Regions from separate parts of the Sus scrofa genome. Here all the other regions are linked to region 4. The links are chromatin contacts, called in public HiChIP or PLAC-seq maps. All regions are on one chromosome and are shown on one strand. Each heading gives the region's core, a stretch centred on a gene start, on an enhancer-like site or on the middle of the called end of the contact. The rest is flanking DNA. Distances are from core to core; before and after follow the strand shown. Region 1 has its middle 39 kb from the start of E2F6. Region 2 overlaps ROCK2 (rho-associated protein kinase 2). Region 3 holds the start of E2F6 (transcription factor E2F6). Region 4 holds the start of ROCK2 (rho-associated protein kinase 2).

Region 1 (5,821 bases), core at 117-2,616, 67 kb before region 4:
CTTTAGAAGTTGGGGAAATATTAAGTATCAAATTGTGAAAACTGGAGTTCCCTTCGTGGCTCTGCGCTTAACAAACCTGACTAGGATCCACAAGGATGCGGGTTCGATCCCTGGCCTTGCTCAGTGGGTTAAGGATCTGGTGTTGCCGTGAGCTGTGGTAGGTGGAAGACGGGATTCAGATCCTATGTGGCTGTGGCTGTGGTGTAGGCGGGTGGCTACAGCTCCAGTTCGACCCCTAGCCTGGGAACCTCCATATGCCATGGGTGAGGCCCTAAAAAGACAAAAAAAAAAATTGTGAAAACCATACTACTACCTGGTCCCATTTCTTCTACCACTGATCAGTTCTCTCTTCCCTTGACTGGTACACATGGGCACAAAGACACAGGGCACGGATATCAGGTGAAAAGTGAAAAGAAGCAAATCTGACGAAAGCGGTAGTGCCGGTTTTTGAGCTGGGTGTTGCAATTCATGGCTAAGTCTATTTTAGCTGGGCTGTAAACCCCTGGAACTTTCATTAGAAGTTTGAGCTATAGGTCTCATATAAATAGATATACATATATATGTACAATGAAACATACAGATGTGTACATGTATGATATATACAAATAAAACACACATGTAAATATATGTATTCTGAAGTAGCTGTTTAGATCTTGATTTTGGAAATCTGGGACATTTATTTTTATATTCAATTAGGGAACTCGATTTGTGCTCTTTTCAGATTCGCCTAAACTCATCCATCAGAGGCAATTTAAAAAGGTATTAATCCTTTGAAATATGACACTTTTACTTATTAATGCTTCACACTGTATTAACATTCCAACATCTTATCAAAATATGCCACACAGGATATTTTTTTAGAGTTAAGGAAATTGGGGCAAAGGGCAACTAAGGGCAGAAAAAATAAACTGGAACTAGGGGAGAGGTTAGTACACAGCATGCATGCTGTACAGTGTGTGTCATTCGTGGCATGTCATTTTAAAAATAAAACAGCACAGCCCACTTTTCTAAAAAATGTGTCTCCTTGATCAGGAGTCTCCATCTATTTTATTTTTTTCAGCAGTGGACCTTCTTGTCCTTCTTTCTGCTCTGTTCTTTCTGCCCTGCCTTAGGAAATAGCCCACTTGATTTTTGTCCCTTTTTTTTTTCTTTTTGGGTAGTAGGCGATCTTCCACAGAAATCGAGACAATGAAAAATCACTTGAGCTTTTTCCAACAAGTGATGACGAGGAGCATTTGAGGATTCGTTTGCCAAGTTCGTTGGAACTTCTTATGCGGGCAAAGCTCATGTTTCCACTTTGGGACTCAGAGCAAAGCCATCAGCTGGGTGGCATTCTCATAACCGTTTGACGTCAGCGCCGAGACCGCGGTATCTTTAGCTGCTCGCTGTGCAGGGTGACGCCAGCTGCAGGAGGCGTCCCCATGGAAAACAGCTCACTTGGCATATGTTTATGAAGCTACCATTTGGCAGTGGTATCAAGACCTTTCTTCTAGAAATTGCTATTCCCAGTACCCAGAGGGGACAGATCTGCAAGGGAATTTAATTTTTCCGACTCTCCCTTTTCCATGAAGATGATGGAATCTATCCTATGTAAAACCATTACTTGCAATGTGAAAACCTGGACAGCATTCCCTCTTTTTTTTTTTTTTTTTTTTGCTTTCTTCGGCTGCACCTGTGGCCGACGGACGTTCCCAGGCCAGGGGTTGAATGGGAACTGCAGCCACAGCAACACCAGATCCAAGCCATGTCTGCGAGCTCCACCCCAGCTCACGGCAACACCAGATCCTTAACCCACTGAGCGAGGCCAGGGATCGAACCCACATCCTCACGGATCCTAGTCGGGTTCATCATCCGCTGAGCCATGAAAGGAACGCCCTAGACAGCATTCTTTACATCAGTATTTTAAGGAGATGAGTTGAATCGGATAAGGTGAAAGGTAAACACCTCTGTCTAGAACTGCAAACCATTTTAGATAAAATGTGAAGTGCGCCTTATTTTCACTTAGTGCTATTTTATCTATGAAAAGAAATAATCAAATACACTAGACAGAATTGTGAGGGCACAAATGAATGCATTCGCCCACATGTCCAATCTTATACTAGCAGCAGCTGCTCCTGAGACAGTATACTGGTCATGCATTGCCACCATAATGATGTGTGACAATTTCCCGACCCACCCACCCCCAGACTCAGTGACTTAAAATGCTAATACTTTATCCTCAGAGTTCTCGTTGTGGCACAGCAGAAACAAATCCGACTAGCAACCATGAAGTTGCAGGCCTCCATCAGTGGCTTAAGGATCTGGTGTTGCCGTGAGATGGTGTAGGTCACAGACAAGGCTCGGATCTGGCGTGGCTGTGGCTGTGGTGTAGGCTGGCAGTTCTGATTCAACCCTAGCCTGGGAACCTCCATGTGCCTTGGGTTTGGTCCTAAAAAGCAAAAAAAAAAAAAACAAAAAAAAAGTATCCTCAAGTTCTCAGGTGCGTGAATTGGACAGTGTCGTTTAGGGACGAGGCTGGAGGGATGGTGGTGGCTGCCTGGTGCAGGTGGAAACATGTGATGCCCCTTAAAGTCTAGGCTCAGGACTGGTGCACTGTCATTTCTGCCCAAATCTATTGGCCGAAGCTGGTCACATGGCCAACCAAGCTCAACATTGATGGGGCAGGAAAATATATTTCTCCCACAGGGATGGAGGGAAAGGGAGTGAATATTTGTTGGGACAATTGTAAGAAGAACCACAGAGTCATTTGAACAAGCAGAGTTTAATACGAACAACTAGTAACTATAACAAGAGATTGGAATAACAAAGGATTGGCTAAAAAGAACAAAACTCGACGGAATAGAGGCAGAGCAGGGAGAAAGAGCAGTCATTACCCCTAAGACCCTCCGAGGCGGAGACCAAGGTCCAGATCCCACCCACCCCCAGGGCTGAGATCCCGACCACAGTGGGGAGACGGGCTGGCTCACTGCTGTCCACTGGCTAGCACGGAAGTCACTGCGGTGCCGTGGGACTTGCTGGAAATCTGCCCTCTGAAACTTGCGAGAAATCACCCTCTCTCTTTGTTACAGGGGAAAACGTCATAGAAGGTGTCTCACTAGAGGCTCTCTGTGACAAAACTGCCCACAGGGGGCTGCCAGGGGAAACAGCTGGCCACTGAGGACCACTGTGCCCTGGAGAAGCCCGACTTGGGGCAAGCTGCACGTGCTGCAGGAGTCTGCCCTGCAAGCACCCCAGATTGAGAAAGCAAAACCTTTTTCCCTCCTGAAGTGTCTTTCTAGCACCCTCAACTGACAAAGCTTAATATTGTGCCAGCTGGCAATCTTTGAAGGGCCCAGATGGGTTTTCACAGAGCAGGCAACAAGGATGACTTTCTGGCTCATTCTCTGAACCAAACTACTTGTTCTGCTAGACCTATGAGTCTCAAAGTGCCCTGCTCTGTTATACACAGACCGTCCAAGAGGCTTGTTACAATGCAGATTCCTGGGCTCCAAACAGAACTGACAAACTGAATTAGGAAAGGAGAGAGGAAAAAAAAAATTTTTTTTTTTTTTTGGCCTCACCTGCAGAAGTTCCCAAGCCAGGGATTATACCCGAGCCACAGCAGCGACAATGCCAAATCCTTAACCACTAGGCCACCAGGGAACTCCTGGAATCTGTACTGGAAACTTCTCCCCCAGCTAGCTTTGTATACTACCGTTTAAGATCCAGGAGCTCCGTGAGGATGGAGATATTTTTGATTCACTGTTGTTTGCTTGGCTCTTAGTTCAGTGTCTGCTGCTTCTCAGGTGTTGCTTTAGACAGGCTGGTTCCTGCGTTGGTTGGTTGGCTGGTGGAGAGAATCGATTCAAACTCTACCAGCAGTAACTGGCCATAAGCCACACCCCAGCCACGTGTTAATGACATTTGGTTGATAAGTATGTTCCTTCGCTATTTCTGGTGAAACCCAGAGGTGGCATAGCCTCATAGAATGGCAGATAGCATTTTCCAAACGTGGTGGCAATGATTCTTCCACCCTACAGGGTCTCCCGTAATGTGACCTTGCCACCCCTCCACCCAGAGGCCAGGTCTGTGTTCCCTGCCCTTGAATCTAAGCAGGCTTGTGACTTGCTTGTAACCAATAGAATGTGAAAAAGGGGTGACGCATGACCTCTGAGGCCGATTTAAATAAGCAATGCAGCTGCTCCCTTGCTGTCCAGGTCACTTGCTTCTGGACCCGAGGCTCCAGGTAAGAAGGCTCCACGTGGTGAGGAAGCCCAGGCCACCTGAAAGGCCACCTGTGGGTTCTCCAGTCAACAGTCCCAGCTGAGGTCCCACCCAACAGCCAGATCACCCACCTGACGTGTCAGCGTCCTGCCTGCAATTGCTGAGTCCCCTCCAGCCGTTACACCTCCCCCCGGCATCGTGAGGCTCCAGGGCCATCCCACCGCCTTGTCGAAACACCCGCCCACAGAATCCCTGAGAGTAGGAAAAGGCTTTTTCAATCTTATTTGAGGAGTAATTTGTCATACAGCAACCATAACTGCCACACACTGTAAAGCTCTTCTGGGAGCTCCCTGGTGGCTCCGCAGATTAAGGATCTGGCATTGTCGATGCTGTGGTGCGGGTTCGATCCCTGGCCCTGGAACTTCCGCATGCTGCGGGCAAGGCCACAAACATTTTTTTTAAATGAATAAAGCTTTTCTGGATTAGAATCACCTGACCACCTCGTGCTACAACTCCTATGCACTGAAATGCATAAACTTAGATTTGAATCTTCGCTCTGATCACACTGTTGCTGTGTTCTTCCTGGCCTTTTGCTCTTTTTCCCTTCTGCACACCACCACAGAGGAGAAGACCCACTGCCTCTAACCCCCCAGCCCTGCTCGAAATGCTTCAAAGAAAACGATTGCAGAAACGTGGCATGGGCCCCGTGACGTTAGCAATGCAAGGAGAACTTAATAAAGCAACATGAAACACTAAACCAAGGTCATTTTAAATTGCATTCCAATCTAAAAAGGAAAGCGCTAAATAATCATGTCGTAGCAGTATCAGGAATTTGGTCACGGAATCTTTATCGAGCCTCTCGGTTTGGAAAGTCAGATGGAATAATGGGGAGAGGAACAAATTAGGGATCCATAGAGCCCGAGTTCAGACATAAGCTCATCCCTATATTGGCTCTGTGGTCTTGAAACCCGACTTAACCTCTCTGACCTTCAGCTGTCATCTCTAAAGCGAGATTAGATCATAATCTAATGATTATCCCACGAGGCTGTGTTGCTGCTCAAGCGAGGGGACGAGAGATATGACAACAGTTTGTAAAGCTGGAAGACAAAATCCAAGCCCCCAAGGTTTGTTTCCACTAAGGAATCCTTCAGAAAAATGAGACCGGAGAATAAACTGAAATTTTATCCAGGCAATTTAGGACAGTATGGGGGAAAGCAATGCAAAAGACAAAACCAAAAGTCCTCTGCACTTTTTCTTTCTTGAATTGCAGCGCTCCTAGCAGCCCCAGGTGTCCAGACGTACCAGTCACGGTGGTCAAGCCACTTCGCTGCCCTTCCCCCAGGGTCCCGTTTACACTGAGTGTTCCTCGGCTTTGCTTTCAGCAAGTTCACCCTCTGCTGCTGAGGTGTAGCCTCCCCCTACTTTTGAAACAAACAGCAGCTTGGTTGCTTTCTTTTTGGCCATGCCTGTTGCATGCAGAAGTTCCTGGACCAGGGATTGAACCTGCGCCACAGAGCAGTGACCCAAGCCATAGCAGTGACCATGCCAGATCCTTAACCCGCTCAGCCACCAGGGAACTTCAACTATGGCTGCTTTGCAAAGATGCATTTCCAATTCC
Region 2 (6,395 bases), core at 2,946-5,445, 84 kb after region 4:
TGCCTGTTATTCATAAGAATTGAGTTTTTCATACTAAAAGATCTGTATCTCACTGATATAATAACAGTGCAGTTATTTTTGATGATTGGATTCATTATACTTGCTTAATCTTCCTAACAGCATGTCATATAGACATGACATGTCATATGTAAATTGTTGTATAGATGCACCTGTCACTTGCAACTTTCACTTTTTTAATTTCTTTGTAAAGAATTGGATTGATTACCAGTGTACCATTGTTCCCTGCCTACTCTTTCTCCTGATTTACATACTAGAAACAATGGTTAGCTTATCTTAAAAAGGGGGCAAATTCTACATTAAAAGTTTTGAAAATTCTTCTGCAGTCCTTTATATATTACCAACAATGTAAGGCAGTGTTGGGATTCCTAATTTAGCCTCTTGGATTTGATTGTAAAGTAAGGAATTTATGGTTCTGTTTTGCTTCCTTTTCAATTATATTCCTCACTAGCTTTGCTTCTTTAAAGTATTTTTTGTACCAAGAGCTAATAATGCAAACATTTTGATCTAATGTCATGAGTAATATTAGGTATATACCAAAGCATATTTAGAATGCTAAATGATCCTGAGTTTGATGCCATGTTTGTGGAAGGTGATTTGGAGGTAAAAGTTTTGCCACATTGATGATTATGTCATTTAAAAACTTATTACTCTGCTTTTTTTATGATGTTGAACCTCAACCCTTCCCCTCCTCACTTTATTTTTTTTAAGTGTAGCTTGTGAATAGGAATTCTGATATGTTCCGTTAACACTAATATTTCTGTAGCAAACTATATATCATGATAATTTACTTGATTAAGAACTGATGGTAGCAAAGTAAGGTATTAGTCCACTTTTAGCTTTATAGTGCCTTTGCAGTTTCAGATTCATTGCCAGTTCTAGTTTATCATTTTGTTTGCTGATGTCTTTGATCCCTAATTCTGGAGAGAGGACCGTTATAAAAGTGTATATTGAGATAGAGAGTTAATGGGCTGTGAAAGCAAATCAGTAGTGAAACATGGCGCGCTTGAAAAAGTAGTAGATTAGAATCCTAATTTTCATTTGTTTACCTCTAGTAAAGGATAATGGTTTATGGTACCATGTACCATTGTATTATTAATATGTATGAAATGTGTAACTTTTTGGAAAAACGTCAAAATAACTGACTTATTTCTGTTTATTTTGTTCAGCGATTTTCAGTATATTCATAGAGTTGTGCATTCATCACTACTACCCAATTATAGAACATTTTTCACAAAAAGAAACCCTGAAGAGATTAGCAGTTATTCTCTAAACTTCCCTGCTCAGTGGCAACCACTAATCTGCTTTCTGTGTCTGTGGATTTCCTTATTCTGGACATTTCATAAAAATGGGACCATAAAATATGTGGTCTTTTGTGGCATCTTTACTTAGCATGACATTTTCAATACTCATTCATGTTATACAGTATATCAGTACTTCATTCCTTTTTATGACTGAATAATTTATTGTATGGATATACCACGTTTTATTTCTTTATCAGTTAATGGACACTTGGGTTGTTTCTACTTTTTGGCTATTATGAATAATGTTGCTGCAAGTTTTGTTTCATGTGGATTTTGGCACATATGCGCACACATTCCTGTTAGGGATCTACCTTGCAGTGAAAAAAGTGGGTCATAGGATATACCTATAATCAATTTCAGTAGATTATTTCAAACAATATTCTAAATCTCAGTCGTTGTTTCTTTTTTTTTTTTTTTTTTTTGTCTTTTTAGGGCCACACCCATAGCATATGGAGGTTCCCTGGCTAGGGGTCTAATTGGAGCTATAGCTGCCAGTCTACACCAGAGCTACAGCAATGCCAGATCCGAGCCACGTCTGTGACCTACACCACAGCTCACGGCAATGCCGGATCCTTAACCAGGGATCAAACCCGCAACCTCATGGTTCCTAGTTGGATTTGTTTCCGCTGAGCCATGATGGGAATTCCTCAGTCCTTGTTTCTTAATGGCTGTTTAATATTTAATTGTATGAAGGCCTGCATAATTTGTTACTGTATTCTTTTTGAAAGTAGCTCTTTTCATTTTCTTATATAAATTATGGTGCAGTATAAATTTTTGACCCATCTGTATTTTTAAGAGAATATTCTTAGTGTGATTTGAATTCAGTAGATGAATATTGGTACTTTTTTTTTTTTTTTTTTTTTTTTGCTTTTTAGGGTCACACCTGCAGCATATGGAAGTTCCCAGGCTAGGGGTCAAATTGGAGCTGCAGCTGCCAGCCCCAGCCCCAGCCCCAGCCCCAGCCCCAGCAACAGGGGAACCGAACCTCCTCTGTGACTCGCACCACAGCTCACAGCAATGCTGGATCCTTAACTCACTGAGTGAGATCAGCGGTTGAACCTGTATCCTCATGGATACTAGTTGGGATCGTAATAACCCTCTGAGTCGCAATGGGAACTTCCGTTGTATTTTTGATATTATAAATCTTTGCCTAATCCAAGATCGTAAAGATTTTTCTTCTTTGTTTTTTCATAATATTTTAATAGTTTTGACTCATAAATTTAGTTCTGTGATCTATTTTAAGTTTTGAGTATGATGTGAAGTAAGCGTCTAAAAATGTTTTTTTTCTCTGTGAATATCTAATTGTTCAAACACCATTTGTTGAAAAGATTTCTTTCCCCACTAAATTGCTCTGGCACCTTCGTAAAAGAAAAAAAAAATCTATTGACATATAAATATAAGGGTTAATTACAGGCTGTCAGTTCTGTTCCATTGCTCTGTATGTCTGTTCTTGTACTGTACCAGTACTGTGCGGGTGACAGTTTTGTATTGAGTTTCGAAATTGGGAAATAGAAGTCCTTCTGCTTTGTTGTATTTCAAGATAGTTTTGGGTCTTCTAGGTTAATTTTATTTCCATATACATTTTATTATCAGTTTTTTGATTTCTGGAAAATACTTGCTAGAATTTAGAGTTTGCATTGATCCTGTTGATCAGTTTGGAGAGAATTGCCGTCTTTATAGTAATAGCGTCTCTCTCTCTCACGAACACACACACTTTCTCAATTTGGTAACCAGCCTCTTAATACCTTTTTAGGTATCCCTTCCTGCCCTACCTCTCATCACCTTGCATTTTAAAATTATTCTGATTTTGGCTTGTGTCTCTCAATTTTTGTATCAGTAATCATACTTAATAAGTTTTTCTAGAGTCTTTATTTGCCCCTTTTTCTGTGTCTCACATGATCCTCTTATTTGGACTTACTCATTCTGTCAAACTGTGTTCTTAAACAGTTCTTTCAGAAGTGGTTTGTTATCAGATTTCTAAGAATATGCATGATGTAATACATAATTATTTTGCCGTCTCATTGGTTTTTTAAAACTGCCATATTCTAGGATCAAAATCATTTCTCTCATAATTTTGAAGATACAGCTCTGGTTTTTTTTTTTTTTTTTTTTTTTGTATTCTGTGTTAGCTGAGATGTTTGTTGACTACATGATATGTGTTTTTGTACGTAGGGTACCTATTGTCTTTGGCAACTTAGGATTTTTCTGCCAGATTTCTGAGAGTTAAGCATTGGCTGTCTTAGTTTCCCTATGTTTCATTTGAGGTCCTTTCAGTCTTAGATTTTTTTACTTTATTCATTTCTAGAAATTTTTTGTTTGCTGTTTCTTACTTTCGTTTTCTTCTGGTCTGTGTTTTCTCTCCCAGAATGCTTTTAGATAGATTTGGAGCTTTGCTAACTTTGCTCTTTTTCACCTCTGAATCCTTCAGTGTGTCAGAGAAAGTTAAATTTTGCTCAATTTTCCAACTGTATAATTTGTTTTTCTCTTATCATCAGTTGTATATTGAATTCCAAAGCTCTAGATTTTTCCGTATCAGCCTGTTGTTTAATTGATATGACTTGTGACTTTTTTATGACTTTATGGGAATTTTAATTTTTATATTTGTAAGCTGTTCTTAGTTTGTCCTACTTAAGTTTTGCCTCTGTTTCATGATACTGATTTTTCTTAAATGTTGATTCCTGGTTTTGTTCTTTTTCCTATTCATTTGTGGAAATATTTTCTATTTGCATTGTTTGCTTTTAGGAGGGGTGGGACATGTTGTTGGGTGGGAGGTAGAGTTATCTTTCCTTCTGAATTTGTGGTTTCTGTCATCTCTCCAGGGGGTTAGTAGCAGCCTAGCTTGGTATCCTATTTCTCTGGCCCCAATGCCACGGCTTTAGTCTGAGTACAGGTAACACTACCACTTGCTGTTTGTTATGAACAAGGTGATGGGGAAGGGAAGAGAGGAGAGGGCCTGTTCCGAATGTGGCTGAAAGTTACTCTTCCCGCTGGAGTGGGTCTTACTCCCTCTTCTGGGGTCTCTCAGATCTGGCATCTTAACCCTTAACCTCCTCAGCTTTCTCCTCTGTGCTCCTACCTCCTCAGCGCTCTTCATGAGTTATGTCCAGTAATTTGTTTTCAGAAAGTTGGACTTTTCTTATTATGGATTCTTTTGTCATTCTTTCACCTTTTATGTTCCTCATTTGTATTCTGGTTCTCTTTTTAAAATATCTCTATTTAGATTCCTGTATTCTCCAAGAGGGAAAATGATCATTTATGCATATTTTGATAGTAAACATGAAGAAACTACCCATACAAGAGTTTTATCAGACAACTGTTTTTCCGTAAAAGATGTCCAAATCTAAAAATCAAAAATTTCGTGACATTCGACTTTGTTTTGATTGTACAATAATTTGTCTTTTGCAGTGATAATAATAGTTTTGGGGTTTTGTTCTGTTAATGGTTTTAACTATCCTCCCTCCCCTCTTCCTCCCTCCCTTCCTCCTGTCTTCCCTCCTTCCAAAAAACTTTTTTCCCTTGTTTTGTTTTCCAGCTTTTTTGTGCCTTTCAAGATGATAAGTATCTATACATGGTAATGGAGTACATGCCTGGTGGAGACCTTGTGAACCTCATGAGTAACTACGATGTACCTGAAAAATGGGCCAAGTTTTATACTGCCGAAGTTGTTCTTGCTTTGGATGCCATACACTCCATGGGTTTAATTCACAGAGATGTGAAGCCTGACAACATGCTTTTGGATAAACATGGACATCTAAAATTAGCAGATTTTGGCACATGTATGAAGATGGATGAAGTAAGTAACAAGCAAGTTAAAAAAAGTGCTAGTTTTTGGAGAGATAAAAATAAAAGAACACTTCAAATCTGAACTTACAGTTTCAAACAAAGATAAATTTAGTTTTGCTAACTGTGTGATGACTCACACAGGATAGTCAAATCAGAACATGTCCTTTACTCATCATTCATCTAGCTATAGAATTCTTTATTTGTAGACGTGGTCAATCAAGAGAAATTAGAAATCAGATAACTGGTTATCAGATACTTATTGTTCTCATAGAATCCCGACAGACCTTTGCTGCCAGTCAAAACTGATTCATGTTTATAGTGGTCGAGGTGGAGAAGTAGGACATAGCATGTAAATGAAGGTACATGGACATTTCTATCACCATTATTGTTTCTGTATTTTTCCTGTAAAAAAAGAGGTAAGGTAGAAATTTACCAACTCCTACCAACCCCATCTGTTTATTCACCCACATAGAATACATTTGGAGGCATCATCTGTTGCTATGCTTTACCTATTGAGAAATTCATATTATGATTAATAGATTCAGTAACATAAACCTCGTAGCTAACTCTGATGTTGATTTTTGTTGCAAAATTTATATCTCTTATCTTTTTCTCTGTAAGTGTGCAATGATTCCTGGCAGTAATTCCTGTTAGGGAGAGATCATGTTTTATTTCCTATGTATTTTTGTTAATTACGTTGTCAAGGTTCTATTTTTGATTAAGCTGATTTCTTTTTCTCTTTTCTTCTTAAGTTATTTATGCCACCTGTGTGATTTTCACTTTCATTGCTGGTCCTACCACCATCAGTGATCCATATTCTTCCAAACTCGGCTCAGATTTTTACTTCATGTAGAACGTTTTCCCTGATAAACCCAACCTGACTGATCGCTCGCTCTCCTGTCATAACATCCATAATGTTACTTAGAATTTGTGCCGCACTTGACAGGCGACGTCCATCTGTGTAGGTTTGTAGGGCCTGTCTCCCCACCTGAACTTAATATCCCTTTGGTCTTCCTCACAGAGTATTGCTGTGCTTTATTCTGCGCACAGTAATCATTGTTTAGTAGATGAGCAGTATTTGATTGTACTCAAAGCTCCCTCTTGTGGTGTTTATCATAATATAGTATGAAGTGGTTGACAGTGAAAATTATCTTTAATAAAAATAAAGTTTGAAATAATTTTCTAATAAAATGCTAAACTTTTTTTATGTCTGTTAAATATAATGACTGATGTTTATGTGCTGCACTTCCGTGAGTGTATTCTGATTTTCGTTAAACCAAAAACCTTTGA
Region 3 (6,383 bases), core at 372-2,871, 100 kb before region 4:
CTCTGACTCCTTCAAGAATCTTCCCAAGGAGTTCCCGTCATGGCTCAGTGGAAATGAATCTGACTAGCATCCATGAGGACGCAGGTTCGATTCCCAGCCTTGCTCAGTGGGTTAAGGATCCAGTGTTGCTGTGGCTGTGGTGTAGGCCAGCAGCTACAGCTCCAATTTGACCCCTATCCTGGGAACCTCCATGTGCTGTGGAGGTGGCCCTAAGAAGCCAAAAAAAAAACAAAAAAACAAAAAAAAAAACTTCCCAAGGATCTGCATACCAGATAAATCAGCTATAAAGTAAGTCAAATCCTGCCTCCATCACTGCCTAGCCAGGACCTTTGGTAATTTTTGTAATCTTGCTAATCTTCATTTTCTTGTTCTGTAAATGAGTCAGGAAAATACCTCAGTTTTGGATATAAAATGTACATAAGAAAATGTGTGAAGTACATACAACAAACGCTGGATTAATGTCTTATTTACCTTTTTTTTTTTTTTTTTTTTGGCTGTGCCTGTGACATGCAAAAGTTCCCGGGTCAGGGATTGAAGACACAACACAGCCATAACCAGAGCCACAGCAGTGAAAATGCTGGGTCCTTAACCCACTGAGCCATGAGGGAACTCCCTCTTATTTATCTTTGTAATTTTTTTTTTTTTTGCTTTTTAGGGCCACCCCTTCACATATGGAAGTTCCCAGGCTAGGGATTGAATCAGAGCTGCAGCTGCCAGCCCACACCACAGCCACTGCAACATCAGAAACTTAACCCACTGAGTGAAGCCAGGGATTGAACCTGTATCCTCATGGATAGTAGCCACAGTGGGAACTCCCTATCTTTGTAATCTTTTAAACTGAAGTATAGTTGATGAACCATATTATATGTTACAAGTGTGCACTATAGTGATTTATAATTTTGAACATTATATCCTGTTTATGGTTATTATAAAATATTGGTTTTATTCTCTCATGTAGTACAATATATCCTTGTAGCTTATTATTTTTTTTGTTTCTGGCTGCACATGCAGCATCCAGAAGTTCCCAGGCCAGGGACTGAGCCCACACCACAGTTCCAACCCGCAGCACAGTTGCAATAACACCAGATCCTTCACCTACTGCACCACAAGGGAACTTGCGGCTTATTCATTCATAATAGTTTGTACCTCTTCATCCCCTCCCCCATATTGCCCCTCCCCCATCTTTCTCGCCACTGGTAACCACTAGATTGTTCTCTATACATACTGAGTCTACGTTTTTGATTTATTCACTACTTTGTTGTATTTTTTAGATTCCACATATAAGTGATACCATGAAGTACTTGTCTTTCTCTGACTTATTTCACTTAGCAATTGCTCTCCAAGTCCATCCATGTTGCTTCAAATGGTAAAATCTGAACTATGTCTTACTTATTAAAAGTAGCCATTTCTGGGAGTTCCCACTGCGGCACAATAGGATCATTGATGTCTCTGGAGCACTGGGACGAAGGGTTTGATCCCTGGCCGGGCACAATGGGTTAAGGACCTGGTGTTGCTGTAACTGCGGCATAGGTCACAACTGTAGCTGGGATCGGATCCCTGGCCCAGGAATCCCATATGACAAGGGGCAGCAAAAAAGGAAAAAAAAAAAAAAATCCACTTCTGGTCTCCAAAGCTTGCCTTCCCAGGGATTCTGGTTGGTAAAGGTGTTATTTAACCACTCCGGGAAATTCTCCCTTCTGCCACAAAATCCAGTCTTCTAGAGGCTTCCCTAGGTTATCTTTTACTTTAAATCATTCATTTATCTTTTACTTCAAATCATTCCTTGACGGGCCCTTACTGTTTGCCACGAACTGGGCTAGACTCTGGAGACACAAAGATTAAAGAATTCCTCTGACCCCGTCTTCCTCCGGACGCCTTCCCAGCCCACCCAGGCTGCCTAGAAGCCCCTAGTCCAACCATCACCGTTCAGTTGCTGAACTCCACCCTGAACTTGAGCATTTATATCAAACACGGTGCTGTTCCTGGTGCTAAGTAATCTGCATTCATTAAGTCACTTAATTCTCCCCACAACCTTAATCCCACTGAACAGATGAGGAAACAGAAGCACACAGCGATTAGGTAGTTTAGTTAGTCTTATCCGCTAAGCAGCGGGCTCCGGGATCTGAAAGCACACCTTCTGGCCCCAGCTTTAAATGTTCCTTTCTTTGTTTTTTCCACCGGCATCTGAAATCGTGCCAGATCCCAATGACTCTCTCCTGCGCCCACCACAATATCTGGCACCACGGGGAACCAATCATTTATTCCTCAAGTGAAAGGAGGGAAGAAAAGGGAAAGAAAGATGCATACTAGTCAGTCCGTCCACGGCGGTTTGGTTATCAACATTTCCGAAGCCTCAACACTGAGCAAGTGCCTGAGAAGTGCGGAGGGAGCTCAAGATAAACTGAGCGTTCAGCACGTTCAGTTACCAGTGGCCGTAGTGCCAAGAGCTCCGAGGAGACCCTTGCGTCGACCTGGCGGCCTCTTTTCTCTCGCCCCGTCCCCTTCGCCGGGAATTCCTGCTCCACGTCTTCCGTCCGCTCCCTTCGCCGTCCCCTCCGGGAGCTCCGCCCTCCGGGCTTTCCCGCGCTCCGGCCTCCGGGAGCCGAGGGGCGCGTGGGAGCGCGCCGGGCGCCGCGGGCATGCGCACTGGGGGCGGCGCACTGCGCATGCGGGAAGATGGCGGGCCGGGCGTCCTGAGCCCCGCGGGTCATCCTGCTCTCTTCCCGCCCGCGTCCCAAGTCCCGAGGTCGTGGGGCAGCGGCGCGTCCGTCCGCGGGCCGGCCTAGGCAGGCGGCGCCTCGGAGCAGGCCAGGGACCCGGCGGGTGCAGGCTCCCGGGACCCGGCGTCTTGGGGGCGGCGCCCGAGTGGAGCGGGAGAAGGCGGGAGAGCTCGCAGGGTGCGAGGGCGAGGGGCGGCCGGCCGGGCAGCATGAGTCAGCAGCGGCCGGCGCGCAAGCTGCCCAGCCTGCTCGTGGACCCGGCGGAGGAGACGGTGCGCCGCCGCTGCCGAGACCCCATCAACGTGGAGGGCCTGCTGGTAAGTCCCGGGAAAGGCGGGGGTCCCAGCGGCGGGGTGGGAGGTCCCCAAGCCGGCGGCGAGGCCAGACTGGCCGTCGTCTCGGGGGTGCGCTGCCCGGGGCTGGCCCGGGGCTGCTCCTCCGTCTCCTGGCGCGTACTGCCTATCACGTCTTGTGAACCGACCGGTCTCTCACTTCAACTCTCGCCTTCTTTGCATCTGCTGGCAGATATGTTGTCAGCCTCCTTGGCTTTTGCAAAGTCGGCTACAGAGCAGCGTTGGAGAAAATCGCTCAACTTCGCCTAAGATGATCATGCTTTTCGGTTTCCTCCGGACTCTCAGTGGATCTCTGCAAGTTCTCTCGCTTGTGTTCTTCCTTGCAGTTCTTCCTCCTACTTAAGTGCAGCCATTTAAAACTGTCCACACCTTGCATTTCCCACCGCCCGGCTCCCCAGTCAGCAAGTTATTTTTCCCTCCTGTTTGACAGAGGAAGTGGAAGGGACATGGAACTCCCTGAAGAAGGTCAATTTCCTCTATTGCTCCGGACTAGATGCAATATATTCTCCTTGATTCTCAGAGCCCTTGAAGCAGCCACCATTTTTCATTGCCCCCCCCCCCGCGCGCCCCCATCTTCAACATCTCTGCTGATTTCTTCCTTTTACCAGGAACTAAGCATTTCCCCAAGTCAGTTTGCCCAGAGACTGGGGAGGATTCGGTGCTCAAAAATAGTTCATGAGCATCATCTCATTTAATTCCAGGCAGCAGTCCTCAGGGATTATTCTCGTTTTACAGTTGCCCGAATAGACTTGGAGATGTTAGGTGACTTGCCTGTGGTTAGACAGTAAATACGGAGACCTGGATTTGACCTCATAGGGTCTGACTCTGGATGGTAAATTCTCCACTCCTCAAACCGCATGCCAAGTTCATTTCTGGCTTGAAAGATCCCTCGCTTGGTTCCTTGTGCCCTTCCATCTACTGCATCTCTTCCCCTGCACAGCCAAACTTTTTGAAAAAGTTGTTCACACTGCTGGGTCTGCTGGCTCACCTGTCATTAACCTTGACCTGCTGCTGGGACTTATCCCCTCCGCACAGCACAGCTCTGAGACTGTTCTAACCCAGGTTGCCAACAACCTTGTCACTTGCAGTGGATGTGTGTGTCCGTATCTTTTGTAGTTTTGACACGATTGGCCACTCCTGTGGGGAATTCTCGCCATCGAGTGGCTCCTTGGACACGTAATCTCTGCGCGCCGTCTGATCAGTTGGCCTCTCCTGTTCTCCTTTGCAGACTCCTCTTCCATTTCCAGCCCTGCTGTGTTGGCCTCGCGCATCTCCCACTTTCTCCAGTTTCTTCACGGGGTGGGGGGTGGGTGGGGGGGTCATTCACCACTCTGGTGACTTGGATTAACTGTTTGTATTGGTCTTAGTCTTGGAGAGTTTGGTAAAAGCTCTGAACTTCTTACTACGGAGTAAACTGCTTAATTTTGCATTTACTCTCCAAAGATACTCATATTCCTTGAAGTCTTAGATATTCTTCTCCATTCGATGGCTTTGGTTACCATGTCATAATAACTCCCACATCTGTAAATCCAGCTCAGAGCTTTCCTGCTGCCGACTAGACATCTCTACTTAGATTTGAGTTCATTATCTTCTTGCCTAAGCAGGCAGCTTCCTCGCTCCTACCGCAGTAAATGGTGCCCCACCCGCCACGTTGCCCAGCTGTGTCCCAGGCATCATCCTTGCCTTTTCCAAGCTGACCCCTCCATCCTCTCAATCGCGGTGAAATTAATCGCCAGCACTTGCCATCGCAGCCATCGCCTGCCTTTTGGATTCGTGCAGTGTCTTCTTAACCTCTTCTCCCGCTTCTTGTCTTGCCCCTGACTTTTTGATATTTTCCGCACAGTAACTAACCGTCGTGGTATTTTAAAAGCCTATTTCTGATCATGTCATTTGGCTTAAAGAATGTATCAAGGTTCTCTAGTGCTCTTAGGGTAGAGGAGAAACTTCTTAATGTAATCACACCCCCGGATTTATTTTTCCTAAACTGCTTGTAGTTGCTGAAATGTCCATATCTCCATATTGCACACTTTTCCTTGTTACCTCCCACGGTTTTTCAGGTCTTGATTTGTGGGTGACGGTCGGAAATCTTCCCGACCCCTAAGACTGAGTTAGGTGCTCCTTTTGTGCTCCCCAAGCGCCCTGGCTTCCCGCTCCCTCTTTGCAGCATCTGCCTCTTTGGTCCCCGAGTGCAGTGACTCTCTCCATCTCGTTGCATCCCCAGCAGAGGTGGTGCCTCTCATAAAAAGACGTGGTAAATAATTATGGAATGAAGGAAGGACGTGCTCTGCAAACGTTTGAATGCTGGAGTGTTTGAATCACTGTACCATTTTACAGGCAGGAAAACAGACAGCTGTCTCAGCACTTTTTAATTGGCTGGTGACTGGGAGTATTCAGGAAACTGTGTATTAAATGCTGTGCAAACGGTAGTGGGTGTATAGCTGAGCGTGGATGTTCCCGAGTCAATGGTTTCAAACCTGGGATTTCGTGAAGGCAGAGCACGGTGTTGATTAGAGATGGAACTTCGTCTGCACGGTGAAAAATAAGGACAATTTAAATGTGTGACCACAGTGCCGTCACCTTGGGAAAGGTGCAGGTCCAAAGGGCTCCGAGGGGGCTGTCGCGCCCCAGACAGGCCGTCGGTGTAACGAAGCATCCGTGTAGAGAATGTTTAACCAGTTCGGAGGCGCTGTTTAAGACTTTTATCCGTAAAACTCACCCTTTATTCTTGTCTTTCTCCTTTGAGACCTCAAATTGAAAAGTGGGTTTTTAGACGCGGGCCTTGGCGCATTGGTGAACTGGCTTGGAACGTGCAGAATTGCTGCTCGGGAGCTGCCGGTTCCTAGAGAGCCCCATGGGCCGAGCACAGCCCCAGTGGTCTCGGTTTGGCGGCTCAGGTACAGGGGGGCTCTTAGACCTGAGCAGATGAGAGAGAAGCCGTGCGAGGACTGGAGCGGGAGGCTCCTGGTCCGGCCTTGAGCTTGGGCTGCTCCCGGCCTCCCCTTGGCGTGTCCTCGGGGACATCTCCGAGCCCAGCCTGTCGCCGAGACTTCCTTCCGCAACAGAAACGCTGTCAGGACCAGGAGCAGCAGCAGCTCTGCTGGCATCTGGGCAGGTTCGCGCCCTGGCAGTTGGAGGGAGCATTTCTCCGAGGCCTGCCATCCTCGAGGTGTTGAAAAAATAAGTGTTCTCTGCAGGGGCCGCTGTGCACAGGCTCCCGTTGGCCTAATCCAGGCCAACATGAGCCTCAAAACAACAGATTTTATACTCACGGAATGAAGTGCGAGTTCGGGCTTCTCGGGTGTCGTTCTTC
Region 4 (6,157 bases), core at 1,089-3,588:
GGCAGGTGGCATGCCTAGCTCACGCTGTCCTCTTGGTGTGGTCTGCAGAGGTATGAATGAGTCACTCAACATACACTTTTAAAGGACTGCCTTTTGACCAGAAGTCCGTGTTGTTATCTCAGAGGAAAAAGCTGTATTGGCTCCACCGGGGACCTCTTCCTGCCTCATCCAAGAGAGGGTAACTTTAACACAAAACGAAAGATGAGGCTCCCGGAACACTACATTACAATGCTGCTTTTACAAGAATCGGCCCTTAGAAGAGGTTGCCCTTCTGTGGGCTTCTCTCTGACATGCCAGGGAGAAAGGTTCTTAAGCTTTTTCTATGCACTGGATATCGGATTGTAGCTTTTTGCAGTGGCTCATCTGTCTTAGCACAGTTATTCAATTTTTGAAATTCAAAATGTTCCCTTGAGCATCTTTAAGGGAAAAAAAAATCCCATTCACTGAGAAACAACTGTGTTCTCCTCGTGTTCTTACAGCTGCTCGTTTCACATCATTTTAAATAGCAGGTACAAACCGCTTTTTGTAGTCATCATTTTATTTTTATTTAATCTTCTTTCCAATACGTGTCCTTTTCATGTGCTTGCCAGAATTTGACGTGCTTAACTGGAACCCTGCATACCTGCCAGGATTCCTTCTGTTAATGTGACAGAGCTTGTTTGGATTATTCCCCGATTGTTGGACAATTGGGCCCATTCCCAGGTTTTGGTCTTTATGAACATAGTGAATAGCCCTGCTATAAACATCTTTATGCAAGTTCTCCCCCTCCATCCCCCCTCCCCCCCTTTGGATCATTTCCTTAGAAATGTACTTCCTTAAATGGGTTTACTGGGTCAAAGGGGCTCAATGAACAGTTTTATAGCTCTTGGCACATATTTTTCAGATTGCGCCTGGGTGGATTTGACCAATGGCAAGGGCCGCGAGAGGCAGGAATGTGGACGAGCGGCCCCCATGACCGCCCCCCCAAAAGGCAAAGACCTCGAGAAGGTCTGCAGAGGGAAAGCATTTTTCTATCGCCCTCTTGTTCTCTTCCGTAGCTGGTGTTTCAGCCCAGCTCGGAGACGACTGTTACGGACGCGCAGAAAGCTTTCCTGCTGGAGTCGAAGATTTCTGCCCTGGGGGCAGAAGCAGCTCGTCCCGGCTCTCTCGCCCCAGGACTGCAATTCCAAACGTCCGCCCTATTCCGGGGTTTCCGACTCGCACTGCACACCCTTCCAGCCTTTCCACTAAAATCTTCGTGGCCCAGGCAGGCCCCTTGCAAACGCAGAGCTCTGCAGGCGAGGGCAGCGACTGGCGGTCGCTATTATTTTGGCGCGGGTGATGCAAGGGCCGCATAGCTGCGCGCTGAGTCAGCCGGAGCCGGGCGGGGGCGGGGGGCGCGGGCCGGCCCATCCCCCTACTGCAACCCTCCCTCCCCCGCCCCCCCGCGCCGGGTGCCGCCAGGTCGGGACCCGGCGGTCGGGGTGGGCCCCCGTGTCCAGAGGGGTCGTCAGCCCGGGCAGGGTCAGGCGGGGGTGACCCTCGGGGGTGACCCGAGCCCCGGGCGCGCCCTCCCCTCCCCCAACTGGAGCTCGTGGGTCAAGTGAGGCGGTGACCGCGCGCCCGGCCATTTACCCTCTAAGAACTCAAAGCGGGGGAGGAGGAAGCGGGGAAGGAAGGAGGCTCAAAAAGGAGAAATGCGGGGCGAGCGGCCTGGAGGAAACCAAAAAAAAAAAAAAAAAAAAAAACGGAGAGGGGCGAGAGGAGGCGGAGGCCGGCGGGCGGGGGCGGGGGCGGCCGCGCGCGGGGGGCGGGGCGGGGCGCGCGCGGGGCGGGGCGAGCGGGGGCGCGCCGGCGGCCGCGGGCCGAGGGGCTTGTGGGTAGCGGCTGCGCGCGGCCGGAGACGGGCGCCGCGCGGGAGTGTGTGAGGGGCGCGGGCTTGCGGGACCCAGGCAGCCGACGGCGGTCATGGGAGCGGGTTGGCGGCGGCCGTAGTTGTCGGAGCCTGGGGTTCAGCTTCCCGGAGCCCCAGAGGGCGGGGCAGTCCGGGCCCGGCGGTGGCGGCGCCACTTCCCCGCTCCCGCCCTCGGATCCTGAGGGAGCTCGCGGCGGACGAGCGGACCGGGCGGCGCGAATCTGACTGAGGGGCGGGGACGCCGTCTGCTCCTCGCCGCTCCCGGGCCGGCCTCTCGGACAGCCCCAGGCCCCGGGGGCTGAGACCCGCGGCCGGAGCTCGAGGCGGGCGGTGGGCCCGGGCGGAGCCCCGGCCGGAGCCGGCGGGTCGGGGGCGGCGCTAGGCCCCGAGGCGGCCGGGCCGGAGCGCGGGGAACGGGAGTGCGGGCCCGGCGGTGGCGGCGGCATGAGCCGGCCCCCGCCGACGGGGAAAATGCCCGGCGCCCCCGAGGCCGTGTCGGGGGACGGCGCGGGCGCGAGTCGCCAGAGGAAACTGGAGGCGCTGATCCGAGACCCTCGCTCGCCCATCAACGTGGAGAGCTTGCTGGTAGGTGGCCGGCGCCCGGGAGCCCTCCCTGCTGACCGCTCTCCCCGCGGACTCCCCCGTGTGCCCGTCGGTCCGTGGGGGAGGTCTCGCCCCACCCCGCCCAGCTTCCGGCGGCCGGGGCCCGGGTCGGAGAGCGAACACTGCTGCGACCAAGTTCCGGGAGGAGAGACCCACCTTTGATCCTGCCCCTTTAGCTCCTGGAGCCGGTGTCATCCCAGGCTGTGCCTTTCTCGGAGCGCTGGGAGGAAGCACCCTCTTCTCCTTCCCGCCTGCCCTCTGGGTCTGGGGAGGTGGGTGGCAGAGCGCTGCCCCCGACAGCGGACTGGGCGGTTCGAAAGAGGGACGCGCAGGGGAGAAACCCGGTGCTGTCGCTGTGGGGGAGTACCCACCAGGGGTACGCGACAAAGAGGGGAGTCTGAAACCCACAGCTGAGGTTCTTCTGTTTTCACTTGCGTGTGAATATTAACAGTTGCAAATTAGTGCATTCTAATTTCGTTTCGGTAAATTTAATTTCCGAGATTATTGCGCCCGAGCTGAAGAATTGAATTGTAGGGTGGAATCCGTCGGTCCTTTTCATGGTACCTCTTTCTTGAGAGGGCCTTTGAAATCCAAATTAATAGCCGCGGAAAGTGGGCTAGTTGGCTTTGTGTAGGAAAGGAACATGATTTACACGTCAGACCTGCCCTGGAGAATGCGTGTTTATTTCTTGCGTTTGTTACGATCGACTGTTGTATCTCAGCCACACTTCGGTTAGCAGGCAGTGGAGATGCATTTGTGGGGAAAGGGGGTGTGGGTTTTTACCCCGGGGAAGCGAAGAAAGCAAAGGAGATGCTCTGGGTGTGAGATGCACTCCGGACGACCAGAGTTCGGATCGGTGAGCCGTGGATCCTGTGGCTATTCCCCCACCTGAACTCCGGTCCGGTTCTCCTCCCTGATGGGAGAAATCTAGTGATTATACGGCGAGAAAAACTGTGTCTCCTTCCTCCTCCAGTGACTGACTGACTTTTCTTCAGAAGCCGTTGGTTATCCTTTGAGGTTTCTGGAATCATTTGCAGAGTGACTCAGTGCTCTTTGGCCAAAGTGCAAGAACTGCCTAAAGTGTCTTTCTGTACAGTGCACAGAGTGTCGGGATGTATTCTGTTCTCGCCGCCGTGGTTGACACTTCCTTTTACTAATTTCCACAGTAGTGTGTTCTTCGTATGTTTTTATGGGATCGTGACACCCTGAACAGTGTTTAGAAGTCTGCAGTTGGGGGTAGGATTGGTTACATGAAGGGCACAGCTTTTCCTAGGCCAAAGCAGAGACTCTGGGCTTCACTCCCAGCATTTTCGCTTTGGTATTTTGCTAGCAAAACTTTGACCTAAGGCCAGAAAGTTCAGTTAAAAATAGTACAGCAAATCTTAAATATTCATCAGGTTTATGCTCAAATCTCAGAAGTGTTTCACACTTCACTTTCATTTATTGAGTCTTTATTAATGTTAATCATAGTTATTGTGAGCCTGTGCCTAAGTTTATTTATACACGGTAGTGATCATATGTTCTTTTCTTACTGAAATATTTTCTAAGTTATTAAGATGAAGGCTGTTTTTAAAAATGAAGTATTACACATGCTCAGCAGCAGTCTGGTCCATTCATTTATTGAGTGCCTAATACAGCCAAGGCACTTTGCACCTTTATTAAGGTAACATATTACTGGTATGACATCACATGCTGCTTGCTAACTGGGCAGATTTTGTTTTTACCTGATTAACTATTATGATGCTGAGTTGTAGTAAATCTTATCAGGCCAAAAATTGTCCTTTACTCCTAGAGGTTTTGAGGTTGCTGGTTCTTCTGTTGCAAGATGAGGAGGTGAAGATTTTTTAAAAACCACGGTGTAGTAAGTTAGCTTTAAGTCATGTGTATTTCACTGTATGAAGTAAAGTGAATTAATTTTTTGAATTGTGGTAACATACATAACATAAAATTTACCATTTTAACCATTTTCAAGTGTATAATTCAGTGGTATTGGTTGCATTTACATTATTGTGCAACTATCACCACTATCCATCTCCAGGACTTTTTCATCTTTTCAATCAGAAATTCCTTAAAATAATCTTTAAAAGAGTTTATAGAAACACATTTCCCAAAATTTTGATGAAATAATGATGAGGATCACTTTAAAGATTTGAAACCTCACAGTTTAGCCTGCGTGTCACAATTGATCATTGTTTTACTCTGTATGGCATTTCTTTTGGTATATTATAAAAAAATAAATATTTTTTCTTTAACAGAGAAAACTTATTTAACTATAATTTGATGAAAACACAATCATAAATCTTACTTATTCAGCAGTTTAGAAAGTACCATTTAAAAGTGTATATTGCCCAAGATGACAAAAATAAGATGAAGTATACCAGAAGTTACTGCATAGTGGTTATCATAGTAAAGTTACTGTAGGCTAGACCTGGAAGGTAAAACTGTTGGAAAAAATCTTATGTGAGATAACATATAAAATGCTTAGTTCAGTGCTTGGTACATGATAGTGCTCCTTAAATTTGGCTTACTTTTGTGTGCATTTAGTATGTTTTTAGGTAATAGCTTTAAATTTTCTTTGTGGTTTTATTGGCAACTGTTTCTTGCTATGCAGTTTTAAATGAGTAGCATTGTCTTTCGAATGTGTCATTGGAAAAGTGCTAGCAATCATCAAGCGTAGATAGATAGAGCTGGGTTCCAAGATTGTGTCAGCATAGGACTTCCCGTGTGGCTCACAACAAGATTGTGTCAGCATAGAGACTAAATTTAAATTGTCTTTTTTCTCTTCAGAGGCTCATTTTATGGAGGCTTTCTATGGGTCCTTAAAGTTAATCTGAAGAAAATGTATCCCTTTTGTGGTTGTAGATTGTGAGTGCTTGGTATCATTTAAAAATAGAGTTTCCAGAGCGGTTTGTTTCTGTAATACTGTTTTTTGGAGGGAAGGGTCTTAAGTAGATACTTTTGCAGTGATTGAAACTTACGGTTAAATACCCATGTTTTGTTGTCAAAACTAAGCTTTTCATACTGCTTACTAGTATATTATGCTAAAAAGAATTCTCCTTTATTATGCTGGAGAGATGTCTTTCTAAAGGTCTGTGTTTTTGTGTGTTTTTTTTTTTTTTTCTTTCACTTTTTAGGGCGCATCTGTGGTGTATGGAGTTTCCCAGGCTAGGAGTCAGATCAGAGCTACAGCTGCCAGCCTACTCCACAGCCACAATAACTCGGGATCCGAGTCGGGTCTGCCACCTACACCACAGCTCACGGTGACGCCGCATCCTCAGCCCACTAAGCGAGGCCAGGGATCGAACCCACAACCTCATGGATACTAGTTGGATTTGTTTCCACTGTGCCACGATGGGAACTCCCTGTGCTTTTATGTTTTGATTTATTTTTTAAAAGAGTAAGTGGTTATAATAACCTAATGGGATTCAGACTTAAGTAAACTGTTCCTTAAGACTGGTGTTGATGGGGAACAGTGATTAAAATTTCATTTATGATTTTCATTGACTTAGAACACAAAATACTTTGATTCATTTTGTTGAATGTCACAGTGCTCAGACTTTCAGCTTAGTGCTGGTTATTTGCCTATTTAAAATGAAATCATGAGGAGTTGCTGTTGTGGCTCAGTGGGTTACAAACCCAACTAGTATCCATGAAGATGTA

The links. HiChIP or PLAC-seq counts read pairs in DNA pulled down with a chosen protein or histone mark.
Region 1: an H3K27ac HiChIP or PLAC-seq map of skeletal muscle shows a contact between it and region 4. The contact joins the enhancer-like site here to the promoter of ROCK2 in region 4. A contact is called at or near these places in 7 of 47 Hi-C or Micro-C datasets (embryonic fibroblasts, fetal skeletal muscle, fibroblasts and 2 more) and 2 of 2 datasets of contacts at active chromatin or transcription factors (alveolar macrophages and skeletal muscle).
Region 2: an H3K27ac HiChIP or PLAC-seq map of skeletal muscle shows a contact between it and region 4. The contact joins the enhancer-like site here to the promoter of ROCK2 in region 4. A contact is called at or near these places in 18 of 47 Hi-C or Micro-C datasets (adipocytes, alveolar macrophages, brain and 11 more) and 2 of 2 datasets of contacts at active chromatin or transcription factors (alveolar macrophages and skeletal muscle).
Region 3: a contact with region 4 is called in an H3K27ac HiChIP or PLAC-seq map of skeletal muscle. The contact joins the promoter of E2F6 here to the promoter of ROCK2 in region 4. A contact is called at or near these places in 1 of 47 Hi-C or Micro-C datasets (heart right ventricle) and 2 of 2 datasets of contacts at active chromatin or transcription factors (alveolar macrophages and skeletal muscle).

Annotation. Positions count from the first base shown.
Region 1 is chr3:125,284,380-125,290,200 of Sscrofa11.1, forward strand. No RefSeq gene overlaps it. Among named protein-coding and RNA genes, the nearest start is that of E2F6, 39 kb to the left of the region's middle. Within about 2 kb of position 1,367, at least 12 of the 83 cell types and tissues checked have an H3K27ac peak or open chromatin away from gene starts, as enhancers often do. A contact at or near this core is called in fetal skeletal muscle and skeletal muscle, where this site is marked.
Region 2 is chr3:125,433,041-125,439,435 of Sscrofa11.1, forward strand. It overlaps ROCK2 (rho-associated protein kinase 2), which reads left to right. Exons shown (of 34, transcript XM_021087835.1): 5 at 4,855-5,115. Among named protein-coding and RNA genes, the nearest start is that of PQLC3, 71 kb to the right of the region's middle. Within about 2 kb of position 4,196, at least 14 of the 83 cell types and tissues checked have an H3K27ac peak or open chromatin away from gene starts, as enhancers often do. A contact at or near this core is called in omental adipose tissue, retroperitoneal adipose tissue and skeletal muscle, where this site is marked.
Region 3 is chr3:125,246,611-125,252,993 of Sscrofa11.1, forward strand. E2F6 (transcription factor E2F6) reads left to right here and starts at 1,622. Exons shown (of 8, transcript XR_002342859.1): 1 at 1,622-3,037.
Region 4 is chr3:125,350,781-125,356,937 of Sscrofa11.1, forward strand. ROCK2 (rho-associated protein kinase 2) reads left to right here and starts at 2,339. Exons shown (of 34, transcript XM_021087835.1): 1 at 2,339-2,479. The coding sequence starts at 2,339.